Linked DNA regions of Mus musculus: all the other regions are linked to region 1. Evidence: chromatin contacts called from public HiChIP or PLAC-seq and promoter capture Hi-C data. All regions are on one chromosome and are shown on one strand. Each heading gives the region's core, a stretch centred on a gene start, on an enhancer-like site or on the middle of the called end of the contact. The rest is flanking DNA. Distances are from core to core; before and after follow the strand shown.

Evidence for each region. Promoter capture Hi-C pulls out the DNA fragments that hold promoters and counts their contacts. HiChIP or PLAC-seq counts read pairs in DNA pulled down with a chosen protein or histone mark.
Region 2: a contact with region 1 is called in an H3K4me3 HiChIP or PLAC-seq map of stem cell-derived neural progenitor cells, with 13 read pairs. The contact joins the enhancer-like site here to the promoter of Hoxa11os in region 1. A contact is called at or near these places in 5 of 39 promoter capture datasets (the HPC-7 cell line, HPC-7-derived erythroid cells, embryonic stem cells and 2 more), 2 of 484 Hi-C or Micro-C datasets (CD8 T cells and erythroblasts), 7 of 115 datasets of contacts at active chromatin or transcription factors (bone marrow-derived macrophages, embryonic hindbrain, embryonic limb bud and 4 more) and 1 of 9 other capture datasets (embryonic stem cells).
Region 3: a contact with region 1 is called in a promoter capture Hi-C map of hippocampal neurons, with 6 times the contacts expected there. The contact joins the enhancer-like site here to the promoter of Hoxa11os in region 1. A contact is called at or near these places in 10 of 39 promoter capture datasets (the C10 cell line, the HPC-7 cell line, HPC-7-derived erythroid cells and 7 more), 2 of 484 Hi-C or Micro-C datasets (bone marrow-derived macrophages and spleen) and 11 of 115 datasets of contacts at active chromatin or transcription factors (bone marrow-derived macrophages, craniofacial prominence, embryonic basal ganglia and 8 more).
Region 4: a contact with region 1 is called in an H3K4me3 HiChIP or PLAC-seq map of embryonic limb bud, with 3 times the contacts expected there. The contact joins the enhancer-like site here to the promoter of Hoxa11os in region 1. A contact is called at or near these places in 7 of 39 promoter capture datasets (the C10 cell line, embryonic stem cells, hematopoietic stem and progenitor cells and 1 more), 1 of 15 datasets of contacts at CTCF or cohesin (large pre-B cells), 10 of 115 datasets of contacts at active chromatin or transcription factors (acute myeloid leukemia, craniofacial prominence, embryonic basal ganglia and 7 more) and 2 of 9 other capture datasets (adipose tissue and liver).
Region 5: an H3K4me3 HiChIP or PLAC-seq map of embryonic limb bud shows a contact between it and region 1, with 5 times the contacts expected there. The contact joins the enhancer-like site here to the promoter of Hoxa11os in region 1. A contact is called at or near these places in 10 of 39 promoter capture datasets (the C10 cell line, HPC-7-derived erythroid cells, the SN4741 cell line and 6 more), 59 of 484 Hi-C or Micro-C datasets (the 63-12 cell line, the AtT-20 cell line, the C2C12 cell line and 42 more), 20 of 115 datasets of contacts at active chromatin or transcription factors (the HPC-7 cell line, acute myeloid leukemia, bone marrow-derived dendritic cells and 16 more) and 3 of 9 other capture datasets (adipose tissue, bone marrow-derived macrophages and liver).
Region 6: a contact with region 1 is called in a promoter capture Hi-C map of the C10 cell line, with 2.9 times the contacts expected there. The contact joins the enhancer-like site here to the promoter of Hoxa11os in region 1. A contact is called at or near these places in 3 of 39 promoter capture datasets (3T3-L1-derived adipocytes, the C10 cell line and neutrophils), 2 of 115 datasets of contacts at active chromatin or transcription factors (pancreatic cancer cells and stem cell-derived neural progenitor cells) and 1 of 9 other capture datasets (liver).
Region 7: a contact with region 1 is called in an H3K4me3 HiChIP or PLAC-seq map of embryonic stem cells, with 20 read pairs. The contact joins the enhancer-like site here to the promoter of Hoxa11os in region 1. A contact is called at or near these places in 7 of 39 promoter capture datasets (the 3T3-L1 cell line, embryonic stem cells, frontonasal cranial neural crest and 2 more), 7 of 115 datasets of contacts at active chromatin or transcription factors (embryonic basal ganglia, embryonic limb bud, embryonic midbrain and 4 more) and 2 of 9 other capture datasets (adipose tissue and macrophages).

The regions. Positions count from the first base shown.
Region 1 is chr6:52,243,979-52,246,529 of GRCm38.p6, forward strand. Hoxa11os (homeobox A11, opposite strand) reads left to right here and starts at 1,265. Exons shown (of 5, transcript NR_015348.1): 1 at 1,265-1,838; 2 at 2,007-2,222; 3 at 2,337-2,551. Hoxa11 (homeobox A11) reads right to left here and starts at 1,832. Exons shown (of 2, transcript NM_010450.3): 1 at 1,033-1,832. The coding sequence starts at 1,741. It overlaps LOC115490410 (a long non-coding RNA gene), which reads left to right. Exons shown (of 2, transcript XR_003956437.1): 2 at 1-535.
Region 2 is chr6:51,361,473-51,364,023 of GRCm38.p6, forward strand. No RefSeq gene overlaps it. Among named protein-coding and RNA genes, the nearest start is that of Gm6559, 17 kb to the right of the region's middle. Within about 2 kb of position 1,284, at least 118 of the 459 cell types and tissues checked have an H3K27ac peak or open chromatin away from gene starts, as enhancers often do. A contact at or near this core is called in embryonic stem cells, stem cell-derived neural progenitor cells and stem cell-derived stembryo, where this site is marked.
Region 3 is chr6:51,591,130-51,593,680 of GRCm38.p6, forward strand. No RefSeq gene overlaps it. Among named protein-coding and RNA genes, the nearest start is that of Snx10, 69 kb to the left of the region's middle. Within about 2 kb of position 1,267, at least 187 of the 459 cell types and tissues checked have an H3K27ac peak or open chromatin away from gene starts, as enhancers often do. A contact at or near this core is called in craniofacial prominence, embryonic basal ganglia, embryonic forebrain and 7 more, where this site is marked.
Region 4 is chr6:52,886,755-52,889,305 of GRCm38.p6, forward strand. All of the region lies in intron 2 of Jazf1 (JAZF zinc finger 1), which reads right to left. Among named protein-coding and RNA genes, the nearest start is that of Gm52903, 22 kb to the left of the region's middle. Within about 2 kb of position 1,272, at least 17 of the 459 cell types and tissues checked have an H3K27ac peak or open chromatin away from gene starts, as enhancers often do. A contact at or near this core is called in embryonic limb bud, where this site is marked.
Region 5 is chr6:52,851,275-52,853,825 of GRCm38.p6, forward strand. All of the region lies in intron 2 of Jazf1 (JAZF zinc finger 1), which reads right to left. Among named protein-coding and RNA genes, the nearest start is that of Gm52903, 14 kb to the right of the region's middle. Within about 2 kb of position 1,272, at least 56 of the 459 cell types and tissues checked have an H3K27ac peak or open chromatin away from gene starts, as enhancers often do. A contact at or near this core is called in adipose tissue, astrocytes, embryonic limb bud and 2 more, where this site is marked.
Region 6 is chr6:51,685,132-51,687,682 of GRCm38.p6, forward strand. No RefSeq gene overlaps it. Among named protein-coding and RNA genes, the nearest start is that of Gm38811, 25 kb to the right of the region's middle. Within about 2 kb of position 1,285, at least 9 of the 459 cell types and tissues checked have an H3K27ac peak or open chromatin away from gene starts, as enhancers often do.
Region 7 is chr6:52,801,060-52,803,610 of GRCm38.p6, forward strand. All of the region lies in intron 3 of Jazf1 (JAZF zinc finger 1), which reads right to left. Among named protein-coding and RNA genes, the nearest start is that of Gm52904, 3.5 kb to the left of the region's middle. Within about 2 kb of position 1,267, at least 63 of the 459 cell types and tissues checked have an H3K27ac peak or open chromatin away from gene starts, as enhancers often do. A contact at or near this core is called in adipose tissue and embryonic stem cells, where this site is marked.

The sequences.
Region 1 (2,551 bases), core at 15-2,514:
CCTGGGCCGCCTGTTCCCGAGGCAGTAAAGGCATGCATCCTGGCCCCAGGCTTTCCTGCTTGCCGCCATGATTTAGCCCTCCTTAACATCTGGGGCGGCTGAGGGGTCTTTGTCAGCCTGACTTCTGATCAGTTCTTGCCTCTTCCGCCAGCCTCCCAGCTCTCTCGAGGTGGGAGGTGGCAGAGGAAACCCCTACCCAGGCCTTCACTCAGTACACACCGTCAGCATACTGCCAGAGGGCCCTCAGCAGGGTAGGGATGCTAGTTTAGGAAGGGTAGAGGAAAGAGAGGCTACCTTAAGCCTCAGGCAGGATCCATTTGTTCACCCTCACCTTTAAGAAACACACACACACACACACACACACACACACACACACACACACACACACACACACAACTTTTGACTGATTTAAAAACAATTGTGAATAACAGAAGGCAGCATGTAATTGCAACCGGACCAGAGGAAAATGGCTTCCTTTGGACAAAAAGGCCAAATTTAAGTTAATTTGTTTCTTTTAATATATTGCTTGAGCTAAGTGGGCTACTTTATCTGTTAAATGCGCTCTTAGCGCCATCATTAAACAGCCGATGCCTTTGAATCCCAGCCGGGACTGGAGTCCCGCCGCAACACATGGCTTTTATAAAAATCTCCGGATTACCCCGCTATCAAAGGCTCCTGAAGCCCTTGTAGGGGGAATTTACAGGCGCCCACCTCCGGCTCCCCAGCCTGGAGCTGGTCTCTAGCGGGGATCGTGCTGTTGAGTTTGGGAGCTGAGAAGGGAAAAAAGGAAAAAGGGGAGTTGTATTTTTTTTTTTTTCTGCAGGCATGCTTTGGCCGGTGGGTATTTCACGGCCAATTTCAGCACTCGCCACGTGATCCCTCCTTTTATAACAAAGTTTTGTTGGGGGAAACCTAAAGGCCCTTCATAAACCTTATATGCTTATAAAACAGCATATAAAAATTTAACAGCGGTGCTGCGCTAGATTCCCAACTCCCCTTTCATAAAGCGCTGGGCGCTGCCTTTATACGCACCGGAGCCACCGGCCTTGTCCTCAGTGTGGCCGGAAGACGACTCGGGGCTGCTGCTGCTCTCGGGTCGCCGCCGTCGCTCCTTCTCCTCCGCCGCCGCCTCCTGACAGCCGCCGCCACCGCCGCCGTCCGAACTTGAAGTTGCCGGCGCGCCCGTGGCCGCCGCCGCCACCGCCGCAGCGGAGGTCGCAGCTGCTGCTTGGGGCCCCTTCTCGGCGTTCTTGTCCCCGGGGTAGTCGGAGGAAGCGAGGTTTTCCGGGGTGCCGTAAGCCGTCTCGAAAAACTGGTCGAAAGCCTGTGGCAGAACGCCGTTCCTGCCCACCGTGCTATAGAAATTGGACGAGACGGCGGGGGTGGGGTGGTGGTAGACGTTGGCCGAGCTCTTGGCCAGCACGTCGCCAGGCACGCCGGCCGCGCTGGGCGCCTGCAGACAGTCTCTGTGCACGAGCTCCTCCGCGGAGTAGCAGTGGGCCAGATTGCCGCGGGGGTGCCATTTAGTGGCGGGCTCAATGGCGTACTCTCTGAAGGTCACTTCGCGCACGGGTTGGACCTGGGGCAGGTTGGAGGAGTAGGAGTATGTCATTGGGCGCGAAGACGGGGTCTGGGGCAAAAAAGAAGGGAGGCTGGAGAAATCTGGACCCGAGACGTAGTAAGTACAACTTGGCAAATACATGTTAGAGGAGCAGGGACCACGCTCATCAAAATCCATCATTGGGCTACCTTGGGCTCTCCGCAGTAGCCGAGCTTAACATGATTCTCCACTGCAGCTGCCTCTTTGAAGCGGATCCGTGAAGTAGAAATTTGGAGACGTAAGCTGACGTGGAAATCTATCCCCATCCTTAGCAGGGAGGTGCTGGTCATGTGACCCGATGTTGAAATTGACAAGCCGCGAGCTAGTCCCGGCTTTTTTTTTTTTTTAACCCCCCTCCCTTTCCTTTTTTCCCCTCCCCTCCCTCCTCGGCTTCCTTTCTTTGTAGCCACCTCAGGGGAAGCAACAGATCGTCACTCGGTGTTCTCACCGAAAGCACGTAATCGCCGGTGTAACTCATGTTGGCTGGGGGGCCTCCCCGCGCGCAGAAAGGCTGGGGTGCGCCCCCGGGCAGCTCTCCTTTGCTCAGCTACATGGTCCTGGTCCACGAGTGCTCTGAGGGCGGCAAGAGAGCGCAACTCCTGACGCCTCCCCCCACTCCCCGGTGGGTGAGGGATACTCTCTGGGCTGGGGGTGGCCAGGTGAAAGCCCGGAATTGTATAGCTTCAGGTCCCGGAGTCTGTTATCCGAAGGCTTACGTTCAGCACCTTCTTCGCAGCCCCCCTCCCACAGGTTTGCTCTGGGAAGCCCCCCAGCCTCAGACCCTGGCTGGACCCCATTTGGGGCCAGGCTTCGCCGGCACGGATGTGCCGGCCTCGTGGCTTGTCCGATTTGCACGGTGACTTGATTACACGCTCTCATTCACGGTCACTTCCGAAGCGCTTTAGTGCCTTCCGTCCCCAAACCGCCAACAGGCAAAGCGGCTTCCCTCCG
Region 2 (2,551 bases), core at 34-2,533, 880 kb before region 1:
ACGGGTATTGGTCACTGACTGTGCATACCGTCTGTCTGCCACAGCGGTTATGAAGCCCTCCTGTCCAAAGAGTCCTCTTCATCAGTGCCTGCCGTTGGCGGTGGCCTGCTTCAGTTCACTCAAACCACCAGGTTCATTTTCTCCTCCCTAGAGTTAGTCCTTTTTATCAGAAATAAACAAACAAATCTGGATTGGCTGGTTTACAATTCAGAACAGTTTATAAGATTTCAATGACTGTGTTTTTAGGCACCCTGACAGTACCTGGCTAGCTCCACTGTACAGAGCAACGCTCTCAGGCCCGACAAGCAGCCTTCCACACCCTGCTCCTCTGCCTCATTCTCTGTGAGAATGCATTCACTACAGTTCACTCACAGAAGGCTACTGTGGTTTTTCCAGGAAACGGCTGCCTGACCAGGGAGGCAGATTTTCCTGGGTACAGAATGAAGAAGCATTTATACAGAAATAGACGTGTGTAACAGCACATACACCGTATTAATGGCTTAACGACGATACCTGGGCCTTCCCAACAACCGCTGAGGGTTGCCAAACTGAGGTTGCTTTGTGTTGACCGAGTGAGCATAAGCGGTAGATATAGCTCTTTTTGTCTTGGCAGGGAAGCTGGCGCTCCTGCCAGACTCTACCCTAAAGGAAAGGGCCAACAGACAATAAGTCCATTCAAACGCACTAGCAATTTCTTCCAGTGGGGACTTTACAATTTCTAAATTGATACAAACTTTAAAACCACCCTATTTTAAGGGAAGTGTATATTTTCCAAAAGAAGTTATATATAGCAATGTAATATTGCCAGATTATTGTTGTTGGAAAGGGGGGAGGGAGGGGGTGGGAGCAACTCCCTTCCCAGTGGCTAAATACACGTTATTGCCGACTGGCCTCATTCAGTCAGCTGCTTCATTTGCTGGACTTAAGCGTTGACATGAAGCTTCCCCGCCACTGCGTGGTTGTTCCACCCATGTTTTACTTCTGTAGCTGATTTTGTTGGGTGAATGGGAAAAAAAAAAAAAGTGGAGGTTCTAACAGCAAACCTTACACCCCTCCACAACCAAAATCAAAAAGTCCTTGGAGGACTACCTATAAAAAGTAAAACGTGCTTTTTAACACAAAGTTCAATATTTGCCTGAGTTGGCACAGTCAAATTAGGAGAAAGTGGGGGAGGGGGGTCTGATTGTATGAGGCAGAATTTCAGGTGAACCACTAAGCTGCTCTTCTGAATTGAAAGAGCCCCCTGCTGGCCGGAGGAGGAACAAGCCTGGAGGGCGGGATGGTAGTCGTCTTGAGACTTCCCACTTCCCTAGCCCAAGATGCAGACACCACCAGACAGTGTTTAGGGCTTGCTCTGTGCCAGGCAGTGTGTAGTGTTCTAGCGCTGAAGGTAGTATGCTAAACAATGAAGACGGACAAGGTCTTTGACTTACGGGGATCTTCACTGCAAACGGGGAAACAAACAGATAATTAAAATAGAATGTCAAGCACAGGTGGAACCCGTGAGGAGCGCTGAGAAAAGAAGCAGAGAAGAATAAGAGAGGGCTGCCTGAGTTGGAAGGCGGAGGAGAATCTGTGGGCGTGGTTTGTGGGCAAGGGGCGGGGCCAGTATGAGAGCCCAAAAGCAGAAGGGATGGGGAGTGTGCTGAGTGCCAAGGAGGGAGTTAGAACCTCCAGTGATACAGTTTTGATTTTTCACGGGAATTCGGGAGCAGCCTTGAACAGAAAACTGACTAAAATCTTTGCCTTGTAAAAGGCGATGTTGTGCCACAGGGAACAGAAACTGCCAATGCCCAATCTGAGAGCCCATTAGGACTTACTGATGTGACGGTTCTAACAATTCATTCAAAGAAGAGTTATAGGCCCTCCGCCCTCAGAGAGATTTTAGACAACCTGAGGAAATGAGGTAGACTCACTTCAAATTAAACTCTCAAGAGGGAATAGAAAGCTGGCTCAACAGTTAAGATTGCCTGCGGCTCTTTCAGAGGGCCTGAGTTCAGGTTCCAGCACCCATGGGCAGTTCAACCAACTAGAACTCTAGCTCCAGAGGGTCCGAGGCCCTCTGTTGACCTCCAGAGTCACTGTAGTCGTAGGCACAGACCCCCTCATACATGTAATTAAATATAAAAAATAAATCTTCCAAAAACTCTAGATTTAGTTCATTTATGTGACAACTATTTTGCCAGCATATATGTATGTGCACTGCATGCATGTCTGGTGCTGGCAGAAGTCAGAAGAAGTATAGCATCCCCTGGAACAGAATGAATGGATGGTTTGGGATGGTGAGACTCCATATGGATGCTGAAAATTGAACCTGCGTCCTCTACAAAAGCAATAAGTACATCTTTTAAAAAAAAAAATTCAGAGTAGGAATGCTTCAAAATGGGGACAAAGTGCTTCAGATGGGGACATATTCACAGAGAAAGGATTTGCAGATAGACTGGGAAGTCCCTCCCATGGGTGCTATCTCTGAAGGATGGTGACAACTCAGAGAACCATGAGAGAAACGGCTAAAAGAAGATCAGTAAGCATGATCCAGTAGCACAGTACC
Region 3 (2,551 bases), core at 17-2,516, 650 kb before region 1:
TCATAATCCTTTGTATTTTGTTTTAGAGTTGACTTTATACGTAGCTGAAGGTGTTGGCAGTGAAAGTCAACAACCTGTTACTTAAGACTTAAAGTCTCCTTTGCTACAAAGTGATTTTCATTCTAGTTAAAAATTTCAGTTAAAAAAAAAACACTAGGGGAAACCACAAATGTTTGTCTTCAATCATTTGCCATTCCTTAAGATACTAAATATATTTTGCCAGAGCTCTTCAGGTCTACTTCAAATTATATTTAACAACAAATACAAACAAGTTATTAGCAACATGGAGAAGTAAACGCATAAAACTTCTTACATGACATTAGCACTTAATCAAATTTATTTAGTTTATCCATGTTCTAGCCAACAGTGGCAGCTGGATGTTGTCTTGAGCCCAGCTTCTTTATTTTGTTGCTTCTTTAAGGGTTTATTATCAAGTTAAATGTGTACAATAAGGTTTTCAGGATTGAGCCATTTTCATGAAAGGCCTAATTTTTTTTTTTAAGTACAAAAATTAAGAAGGCTTATTCTGTTTCTAAATTGTCTTTTTAAAAAATATTTAAATTAGTTAGCTGGTGCCGGATGAGTACAACGCCGTCCTTTCCACCGAGAAAGCATTTATTTCAATACAGTTTTGTTTCTGAAGAAAACCATTTCTTAATTTGCTATGAACACATTTTTAAACGTAAAATGTCTGAACTTAGTTGTGGCAACTTGACATTCATTAAAGGCATAGATACAGTTTTCTTTGCAAGTCAAGGCAAGAAATGCAGACATTTTAATAAATGGAGCTAAAAATAATTTAGCATGTAAAGAAACAATTCCTTTGGAGTTTGATACATTCACAATGGGTTCAGGGCTTTGTTCTTGGCTGGACGCGTTTTACAGTCCAGTCACCACTGTCAGCCCTTAAGTCAAACCCTTTCCCTCTTGCTGGAAACTTCTAGGTCCTTGTTAAAAATAGTGCACTGGACATTAATTTATTTTAGCAGCAAAAACTCTGGTAGTTCATGACCCTTTTCCTTCAAAATTCCAAAGACTTATTTTCAAAAGATAGATTAGAAAAGAGGGAGAGAAGAACACTAAGCTACAAAAATTTGTGCGGAATCCACTCTGCTTTAAGCAAAAGAGAAGTAGAGATGCTGCAGAAGCCAGCAGGCTCTGAGTGTCATAGCGCGTGGATTTCGACTCTTACCTGGACCTTCTTTATAGCTCAGTCCCCCACCCCCGTGGGCCTCGGCTCAGCAGCCCTCAAGCTCCTGCCATCCCACGCATGCTCCCGCTTCCTCGGTTGGGTAACCCATGGCAACCGCCCTGGTAACCCATAGCAACTGCTCTGCGGAACTGAGTGGGGGATGGGAGGAAGCCATTTGGAGTGGGCGGGTGGAGAGCGATTTACCATGGCCCACCTGCCTCCGGCACCGCCAGCGTCCCGCACCCAGACAGTGAGGACCAAACAAAGCCACCGCACACGTGCCGGGCGTGGGTGGGGGAGGCACGTGGGCCTTTGTTCTTCAGACCGCCGCCCTCCGAGAGAGTGCACATGGCTCCATCAGCTCCAGCCTTAGCTGACCCCACGCTGCGCTGTGCGCTTATTCCCAGGAGCCTGGAACCTTCCAGACCGGAGCCCAATACGCTAACCTTCCTCTCTTGCCTGACCCGGTTGGGCCCAGGAGCGGAACTTTCGTCCCTGGGAAAGAATCGCGTGCGTCCAGGTTCTGGGTCGCGCGTGGGGAGATGTAGGTCCCCAAGCTGCTGAGCCAGGTCACTTGAAGCTGACCTGCGGTGCGAGGCCACGGGTGGACGGACGGGGTCGCTGTCGGGCAGCGTGGCGCGTTGATACCCTGCAGTCTATGCCCAGAGCATCATCTGCTGGCTTGTGCTCTCCAGACTCTAAGCCTGTGGTGAGATGGTTCAGGCTAAATCTGCATCGGGCCAGAAAGCAAGACAGAGGGGGTGAAGGGGGAGATGGCACTAGGTGTTGAGAGTCATGTCACGGCAGATCACAGTCTACCTAGCTGTGACTCTAAGCTCATTTGGACAAAAGAAAAAAGAAAAGAAAAGAAAAGAAAACATTTGACCTGGATAATTTTGTGGTCCTCTGAGTCCTCAATTCTATTTTCTGTAGGTACATATCAGTTATAAATCTAAATAGCAAAGCCATCAGGAGCATCCTTTTGGGTGATGCTAAAACTACACATGTACCATATACTCTTGTATAATGTGCCTCTCTTTTCAAGTTAACTAGGTCCAATATGGGTTACACACTTAATAGTACTCTTAACACCTGACGAGAAGCTGGACTCAGATTTTAATCCTCTCATTTTAAAAAAAGGCATATTCAAAGGTCTATATTTGCTAGTATTGATCTTGGGGAACTGGGTTTATTTTCACAAACACAACCTTCTGGCTTCTTCCTGCAGAGCATGGGTGCCAAAGAGTCTGTATGTCCTGCTAGAGGCAGAGCAGAGGCGTCTCACCGTCCAAGCGGGTGCTCAGTACAGTTCCAGCCCTCAGCACGGTACTGTGTTAGGAGCCCTGTACTTTAATCTTT
Region 4 (2,551 bases), core at 22-2,521, 640 kb after region 1:
TGTGGTAAGTTTTGTAGACGACTGGGAGAAAAGCTATCCTCAAATATATTGTATACATTTAAATTTTTTACATTATTTAGTAGCCATAGTAAATGATATCAATGCTATAATTTTGGAAAATAAATTTGACCAATGACATAAATAATTTCTGGAGGGGCACCCTTCATAAAATAGCTTTTACTGTATCTGGATGAGCAGGATTATCAAGGCCAGAGTGGAGTGAGAAAGTACCCAAGCAGAGGGCTAGACATGGACAGCTTCTATGTATGGGGCTGACAGACAGGTCCTTTGAGATCTCTTCTAATGGAAACTGTAGGTACTACTGAGAATGGCAGAAGGGAGGGAGCTTGGGAAATTCCTAGTCACCTGAAAACAGAGGGTGCTAAGCAGGGGGTGGCAGGCAATGGTAAGATGAGCAGATGGAGTGGATACAGATGCTACACAAGAGAAGCTCAAGCTCTGGACTCTAGCTGCATATGTATCAAAAGATGGCCTAGTAAGCCATCACTGGAAAGAGAGGCCCATTGGACTTGCAAACTTTATATGTCCCAGTACAGGGGAGCGCCAGGGCCAAAACGTGGGAGTGGGTGGGTAGGGGAGGGGGGGAGGGTATGGGGGACTTTTGGGATAGCATTGGAAATGTAAATGAGGAAAATACCTAATTTAAAAAAAAAAAAGAAAAGAAAAAAATCCAATCTCAAAAAAAAAAAAAATTAAAACAAGAAAAAAAAGCTACACAGTTTAGAACTGGACTCAAAGATATGCAAGATTACTCAGAAATACTGATGAGTAAACAGGAGACTCAAAGTAAACTGGCTGGAAGCAAGGCCAGTGTGAGTGTGAGCAAGCCGCTGAGAGCACTGCTGGCCAGGAATGAGCTGCCATCTCTGCAGGCTAGAGACCCATCCTGCCGTGTGCACCATCTGCCCACTCCTGCAGACTCTGCTTCCCTACAGTGTGTTTTCTGCAAGCAATGTAACCAAATTTTGTTGCAGCAAGCCAAAACACAAGAGGGCTCTCTTTTCAGCTTCCCACTGTCCCACAAGAATATATGGTCCCTGCAGAGCACCGTGAGCAGGCCAGGCTGGGAGAGAGGCATTATGGGGGAAATCTGGCAAGGGGCCACCTCAGCTTTGTTTCAATGGATGTCCATAAAACATGGGCTAAGAAAATGGTAGCTCAATGTCTGGCATTTGAAACCTAACAGCATGTAACATGTTTATGGCATGCATTAGGCTACAACCTCAGTCTGGGGCTGGGGCACTAGCAGAGACTTCAGATCTGGTAGACAAAGGAGGGGCTAGGAAAGCGTAGCTTGTACTGCAATAAATATGACTGCTCTTAGAAGACCATAAACAGGTGCTCCTATGAAAAAAGAAATCTGTGCACTTAGATTCAAAAGTCAAATGCTTCAGTCTTGTTTGTATAAATAAGAGAAGTCTAGTGCAAGCATCCCTAACTATAGTGTGTTCTACAAGGCAATGACTAATTATGATTTGGTAAAAATTTAGTCCAAGTGAAAAAGCAAGAGAGAAGGGTGGGAGGATTAGGTGAGGTGTTGGAGTGAGGAGAAAAGTGGCAATGGAAGAAGCTTCCACTAACAGTTTATATTCCGTAGAAGGAGAAATCAAAACAAAGGATCCAGACTCATTCTATTTTTATTCAAAACAAGCTCTTGGTGTATTTTCCCCCCAAATCCTTGAACACATGGTGCTGCTGCTTTCAAGTCCACCTCTCATCCATGCAACATTTAAACCTTCCAGGCAGGGCCTCCACTGAGTCTGCCTCTCTTACCTATGAGAAAATCCTGGTCACATCTGGTGACCTCTGACTGCACAATGCATGTTGTGATGCTGGTCACATCTGGTGACCTCTGACTGCACAATGCATGTTGTGATGCTGGTCACATCTGGTGACCTCTGACTGCACAATGCATGTTGTGATGCTGAACACTGCCGTGAAGACTGCTGGGGTTTGTCTTAGCAGCTAGTTCAGTTTTTGGCCAATCATATTGAACTCATACAGATTTTATATTTGATCAGGTGAAGTTTGTAGAAACACCAACTATATCCAAAGACCATCTAACTTACTCTGCCTCCTCTGAGGTTCTTAGGGGATCTTGGCTTCAAGCACAATTGCTCAAAGAATAAAGTATTTATTTCTAAGCTGAGCCCTTTCTGAGACCAGAACCATGAGTATGGAGAATTAACATACCGATCAGGCTGGGATATAAGGTGGTCTTTCTTCTATTTCCACCTATGTAGGAGCTGCTTACCCTCATCATGCGCAGTGTATTCAGCCTGGCCTGGTGGAGGACCCTGTGGTGGTTTAAATGAGATGCCCTGCATAGATTCAGATATTTGATTCCTTGGTTAGTGACACTTTTCAGGTAGAATTAGAAGGTGTGGCCTTGCTGAAGGAGGTGTCACTGGTGGCAAGCTATGAGGTTTCAAAGCCACCTGCCATTCTGATTTCTCTCTCTCTGCTTTGAGTTTTCAGCTGCTCCAGCTGCTCCAGCTGCTCCAGCTGCCGCTTGTTGCCTCTGCCCATC
Region 5 (2,551 bases), core at 22-2,521, 610 kb after region 1:
ACCGGCAGCCACCTTCACAACACCACAGCCTCCACTCTGCCATCTCCCCCATCTTTCTCTCATATCACACCCGAGTTGAGCTGCGTGGTGACAGCTGTCTGAAGGTTACACTGATGCTCTGAAGAAACTCAGTAAGAAAGCTGTCAGCTCAGCGGCGTGTCAAACAACAGGTCCTCTGCTCTCTTCCCGTCTGTCTGTTCTAAGAGCTGTGGAAACAGTTCAGTCCCACAACTGACTGGACTGCCTGAGGACTGGATCTGGACCCCTCAGTGAGATGTGGCTGAGCTGGAACCTCGGCCTCCTAGCATCCCCATGGAGGAGGGAGCAGTACAGAACCAAGGTCAAGTCAAAGCAGACGTCTGCACAGCTAAGCTAGTAAATGTCCCCTTCAAACACTCCATTTTTGAAATTTAATTTTATTTATACTGCATATACACAATTTCTCATTCTTATGATCTGTCTTTATTATTTGTGTTCTAGAATGTTCTAAGTAAAGTTAAACTAAGGAGGACTCAGTGCTTTTCCTTCTCCCCTCCCTCCATCCCCCCTCTCCCTATCACCCTCCCCCATCCCTTCCTTTGTGTTTATCTTTAAAAAAAAAATTCTCTAAAATCACTGGTTGGAGCCTGAAAGAAGGATGACATTTAATGTATACTCTAAACAGTTATATTATATAATGTGATTTTTCTTCCTGTACTAGGGCTTGAACTCAGGCCATTGTACATCCTGGGCAAACACAGTCACTTAGCCATATCCTCTCCCCTAGCATAATTATGAAAGCAAACACGGGATGCAGCAGCAGGAACAACCACCAGCGGGCAGATGCTTGTTAACATAAAGAAACAGGCATCACCAGAGTAATTCTTCATGTGGAAGCGGTGAGAACTGGTTTGGAGAGCAGCAGGCTGCTTCTACAACAGCACATACACTACTAAATCCCTTCTGGGCTTCCTTTGGGACTCTTAAGCTTACACATTACACACACACACACACACACACACACACACACACAGAGCATATTCCACATGCATTCACATGAATGTGATGAAAGTGATGTTGTTTTTAGGAAGAAGTACAAATAGCCTGGCCATTTCATTTACAACAACAGAATCATTTCAGCAGGCTCTATTTGTCTAAACACTCCTTATGGCCTCCGCTGTGGCTGTACTGTGTTTCCATGGCCTTGGTACTGTGGATGTTTCTGTACACTTGTGGACAAGATGTTGGCTTCATATTACAACTAACATCTTGTCCACATCAGGAGAGCGTTCTCACACAGACACACATACCATGCGGGCTACCTGCTGAGTCTGGCAAGCTTGGCTGACTGCAGACCATAATGGGAAGGCAGTTGGAGTGGAAAAAAACCTTCCTGGGAATTTTTTAAGTGGTTAAAAGGGGGTGGGGCACACACTTCCTAACGCCCCACACTGTGAGCTGGCACAAAGGGAACAATGCAGGAAATTCGATGTAAAAATCATACAGCTTCCCTCCAAGAAGATGCATTTTGCAAAAGCCAACATGAAGAATGCATTTCTCTTCAGAAAGTTGACCACTTCAAAGTTCTACTTTTTAATTACCCTCATACAAGTTGAAAGGGCTGAGCTGGAAACCATCATTGGTCCCGTGTGGGCCCTTGTCAGCCCTGCAGCCTACTCAGAAGCTGGCAGGTTCACAATGGTGAGGCACACATGCCAGTCACCCGGCAGCACAACTGTGTGTGTTTACCAAATCACAGGAAGAGTTGCTGGCGGCTAAGGACTTGGCTGAGTGTTTATGTTGCTGAAATGAGATATTTGAATTTTCTATGTTGCTGTAATGATTTCTTCTAGTAAATTATATTGACTTATCAAAATAGGATGTAAACCTTCTAACTTAAGGAAAAAAGGAAAAACGGAAGGAAGGAAGGAAGGAAGGAAGGAAGGAAGGAAGGAAGACAGAGACACAAGCAAATGCTATAGCACCACCGAAGGGGCATTTCAACAGCATTGAAAACAACTGGTAAGACAATAAGGAATTCATGTTGCAAACATACTATATAGAGATAGACTCTAGATACACTTCATCTGGACTGCTAAGATAAATGCAGTTTGCCAGATGAAACACTTGATGTAGACTCTGGAGCCATAGTATTCTGCTCGAATATCTCATCTGGGGAAAAAAAAACCTATTCTACAGAAACTGTAAAGTTCAAAATTGATTTGAATAAATTAAATATATAGGCTATTGGTCTGCAATCTAAGACCTGAGAGTGTGAAACCACAGGAGGGACACAGGGCTTTGGGTTAGGAAAAAGTAGAAGAGGAGGAAGAGGAAGAAGAGGAGGAAGAGGAGGAGGAGCCATACAAAACCATTAACAAAGCCATACTAAAAATAAAGGCTCCAGTATAAATGACACCATCAGTGCAGGACGCCCACAGGAAGGCAGGGACATATGCAGAGCATGTATCTAGTAAGGTCTGTGTACAAAGCAGAGAAAGAATTTTACAACTCAACCATAGCAGGATAGACAACCCAATTAAATAGTGGAAAACAGCATCTGGACATAGAT
Region 6 (2,551 bases), core at 35-2,534, 560 kb before region 1:
AAGAAGGCAGGACTAGTAGTCTGTCCTCAGGCAGGCCCCAACTTCTGTCCTATGGTCCTGGCAATGCACATTTGCAAATCCCGTTATTTACAAAATGGACCCAGGTCAGAACAACCTGTGATTCTCCCCAGCCTCCCCTCTGCAGCTCTTCCAATGTTGCATGGGTTTAATGGGAGCTGAAGGCCTGCAAGGCAGGCTGGGTGTTGGTATTTCCTCCAGGAGAGTTGCTGGTGCAGGGAATCTTCCAACATCCTACAGCTGGCGGGGAGGTCACCGTATGGAGGCCTCTCTACCCCCTGGGTGGCATCAAATTGAGCCCCACACAGTTATTAGAGGCATAATGGGATTCATTTCAGCCAAGACTGCCTGGCTGGGACCAAGCTTATTTTAATTTTCAATGTTAATAAACTCGTGGCTAGTGCCTTCTCCAGGCCGATGTGTCCCACACACACCTCATTTCTCCTGCCCATTAGGCAATTACCAGCGGTGCCTCTGTTCCCAGCACCTCTTAACCATGGAGCAATTATGCTTATTTGGTGAAGGATGAGGGAGCTTGGGGGGGTAAATGCTGTGGTGTAGAACTTCCCTCCCACCATTATCAGGTGTGCTCTGTGCACCTCCCAGTGCTAAGAAAGGCAGGCTGAGACTCCCGTCTTTACAAAAGCAGAAATAGCCCTCGGTCCCCTCTTGAGTCCCTAGGCATGCCACCTACACCAGCCCCGGCTGCCTCATGCCTCCAGCTCTGCCCATTCAGCCTGGGAAATGAGCTGCTGCTGTCCTTCATTTATCTCGAAAAGGGGAAGTTTCCAATAGGTCTTAAGTGTGTGCTAATGCATCGCGAGTAATGATCCCTTTATTTACAGAGTTGTTTAATTCCTCACTTTTGTGCTCCTTGTGGATCTGAGTGGATTTTTCATTTACCAAGCTACTCCGTGATTTCCACAGCTCCTTAAACAACCCCGTCTTCTCCCACTTTCCTCTCAATCTGCTTGAAAGTGGAGCAAAGTGATTGCCCAAGGGCTTGGACTCAGCCACAAACTCTCCCTGGGTCTGAAGAATAGTTTTGTAGGAAGGGATAGTGAGGCAGGGTGTGTGTGCACCCTGAAGCCAGGACCAGAGTGTTAGCTCTGGACCAGGGAGCAAAGCCCTCACCCCAGGCCAGCACTGAGTTCCCCACTGCTCTGTGATGGCCTCACCCCACTCCATGGTCCTCCTCTGTCTGACCTGGTTACTCCCTAGTGCTTGTCTGTTTGTGCTCAGTGTCTCCAAGTCTCTGTCCTACTTGACAGGTTTTAATAACTTCCAACAACTTGTACCAACTTGTGCATAAAAGTCCTCTCAGCACACAGCAATTAGGGCCTCCTGGTTGAGAGATTTCCAAGCTGAAGTTTCACAGGGTTGGTGTGTCATGTTAGTGGTTTGCAACTGGTTAGTTTTTATTTATGTTGTGTGTGGGGGCGGGAGCAGGGGCACTTGAGTGCCGGGAACTTATGTGGAGGCCAGAGAAGGATTTCGGGCAGTCGGTTTCTCCTTGTGACCATGTGGGTCCTGCAGTTTAACTCCTGGTCAGGCTCAGTGGCTCAGCCTTTACCCACTGATCTATCTTTTTGTCTGCAGTTGTGTGTGTGGAGATAAGTTCTCAGTGTGTTGTAGAGGATGGTCTCAGCTGGGCTCTTTTACACTAGCCTCTGGGTAGTTGTGCTTATAGACACCCATTACCACACCTACATAGTAACTTGGTATTTTTCAGAGAAATAAAGAACGGCGCAGCCCAAGGAACATGAGAGAACACTGTGCTTGGTGACCTGGAGTTCTCTTTACTAGGGTCTTTCTTGAATTTGTTCTTTCTATAAATAACCACAGTCTCTAGTCTGTATAAAACTGTGATCTCAGGAGCAGATCTCAGTCGCCTGCTTCTGTCTCTGTCCGGTTGTAGACGAGTTTCCCACCCCTGGATTCAACCAGCCAGTGATCAAAGAAAACATGTATACCAAACATGTACAACTTTTTCTTATTATTTCCCATCAATCCAGTATAACAGCACATTTTATGCAGCATTTATCTTACAGTAGATGTAAGTAACCTAGAGATGATTTAGAGTACAAGATAGGATGCGTGCAGGCCATAGGAAAATGCATGACACCTTTTGCATAGGGAACCTGACTACCTACAGGTTTTGCGTATATAGGGTTCTGGAATGTGCCCTCGATGGACATCTCAGAACAGATACTCTTGCCCTGGCTCACAATACAAAATGTTTCTCTTGCCAAAAGGTGACTGTATGCCATTAGTTCCAGTGCTCCGGGAGGCAGAAGCAGGTGGATCTCTGTGAGTTAGAAACGGGCCTGATCTTCAGAACAAATTCATACACCAAAACCAACCAAACAAAACACCCAAAATGTATCTCTTACTCTACGTCCACATAAAGGATCTTGGGGAAACCCTGATGCGTTAGTTCCCGGCATAAGTCAGGACCCGTGCATCCCTGGACTATTTGGAGTCCTATTCCAGTCTCTAGTACTCTCAGTTGCACACTGCTTGCCCAAAAGGG
Region 7 (2,551 bases), core at 17-2,516, 560 kb after region 1:
CACAGTAACTATTTGGCACATTTTGTTAGGATTTAAGAAAATAATTTTCTTTACTACATAATATAATATGTTCTAAATTATATACACAGCTTTTCTACAAACCAAGTGGCTTTCATTTATTCTTTGCATGGCAGCAAAGTGCTGTTCATGGCTTTTCAGTGCTTGGTCAACACTAATGTCACTGGGATGGACCGTACAGAGAGATGTCCAGCACGACAAAGGTCAAGTTTTGTGAACTCTTAGTAACGTCCTAGGGGATGGGGTGCCTACTCTGCATGCGGGGTCACAATCATGTCTTAAAATGTCATCCCAAATTGCCTGCCTATTCTCAATCTCATAACAGCCAGGGTACAGTGACCTGCCAGAAAATAACAGTTCTACCTCGGGGAAGAGATCCAAAGACGTGCAGGAATGTGTCAGGGGCTCAGAATCCTGTTCGGCTGCTTTCAGGTTAAACATCCTGATGACAACCTCCTCGTCCTCCTCTCCCTCCTCCTCCTTTTGGAGCTCGGTACCTCCCTTTGTAATATGGGTGGCCTTGTCAGGCGATGCCCCTGCCTGGGCCTCCTGAGTGTCCAGAAGGACAGGCACGGAACCACCGGAGCCAGCTCTGATGAAAACCTTAACTCAGCAGCTTACGTTGGTGTGTGGATGGCTGGCTCTGTGAGAAGCAGGGTCTTCAGTATTTGCCAGGAGGAAAGAAAGCGGCTTTTTCTTTGAAAATCTGGGGGATGTTGAAATATGTTTCTATGTTAAAACTATATAAATCCACCCAACTGAAGCTGTGAGGTGCTGTCATAGTGGGCTGACAGCAGCAGGGAAAGGCTCTCCGGTGCATTCAACGGTGTTTCAGTTTCCTGGAGCCCCTAGACATTCAGAGTGTGCCTGCCTGCCTGCCTTTTTCCTTTACTTCCTTTAAAATAACACTTAGAAACGATGCTACAAAGACAGAAACCATAGTACAGCACAGCACTTGCACGTCAAAACTCCCCAACAACTTGAGTTTCTTGTGACTTTATGTGGTTGACTTTATGTGACTCTTCATAGCAAACGGAGCCAGAACTCGCTCAGCAGAGCGGAGTATGAACTATACCTTTGATCAGATAAGATCTCCCCAAGGCCTGGACAGAAATTAATGCCAGTCCTCATTTTTCTAAGAGGGACAGTGTAGGTTTGTTTGCAAGGTGCTAAGACGGTACAACCAGACACCATTCGGTCCTGGCGCTCAACAGTTTCCCGCAGCTTAAGCTTCCCCCTTCCTGGCAATTACCACTTCCTTTTTAGTGCATTTCCAAGAATCGTGAGCAAATTTCCGGGCAGGAGCAGGGAGGCTCTGTACCCTGTTGTCTTTTCAGCAAAGGCAAATTAGCTAAGTCACCCCACCCCCCCACGTGCAGATCCTCTCTTTAATGCTGTCCAGCTGGGTGTGCCTGGGGATCATTTTATTGTTAAAACTAGAGCCACATGGAAAAGACATTAAAATGAGTTCGCTGCTGCGATACCCACAAAGATGAAAGGCCTTCTCTGATTTTAATGTGCCACGTTTTAGACAGTGGATTGGGATGAGGGGGAGAAGAAAAGGGTTCTTTGGAGACCTACCCATTTGGCAGGTCTGCAAATCCATCAGAGTGGACTATCCATCTATCCCCTCCTCCATGGAGGTGTGTGAAGCACTGAGTCAGCTGGTTTCCTCCCATTCCCATAGCATCCTCACCAGTTCCTAAGTGGGCCATGGGCTACCTTAGCCCCCGTAGAGCAGGCTGTTCTTGCTGCCAGAAGAAACTTCCTGGCGAGTGCACATGGAGGGCCGCTGGCTCATGTGAGCTATGGACCTTGGTTTAGAAAGAGGGAATTCACTTTGGATGCAGGGGTCTGGGCTGCAGAGTCCAATGTGTGAGCCTCATCTTGTCATCTTTCTGGCCTGTCTGGGATGTGGCTTCTGCTGGGACAAAGAAAAGCAACCAGGATTGAGGGCAAAAGCCTTGACTGTTTCCAGCACCAGGCAACATGGCTGTAAAGCCTGTCAGGACTTCCTAGTTGGAATTCCTAACAGTGGACATTTTGGTTTTTATTGGTTTTGATTAAACAATAACAGCTAATAGTGGAGATGGAATTTAGCTTTATAACTAAACATAAAGTGTTAAGTATGGAAGCATTGCATGAATATTAACAAACATGGAAAAGTGGTGTTAAAATGGTTGTACTTGAAACAGTTTTATCACAAGTCAAATTATCAACATTTTTCATTACTCTGAGATTAACCTGTGCGACCAGAGCCATCACACCAAGTTCACTTTGAGGATTCTCTGGACACAGGTTGAAATAGATAGTTTTTCTTTCTTGTAAATTTCTCAATATAACGAAGTATTCTTTTTGACACAGGACACAAAATATTTTAAATATTGCAAAATCTAGGCACTTAAACACTTTCAGCCACTCATGGATTTTCTGTAAGATAGTTCCGTAAGGCGGTTTGGCAGCTCTCTCCACCCCTCACCTTTTCTCCGCAGTCTCTCACTTGAGAGGGGATTGCTTTCTTTGTTCATGCTAC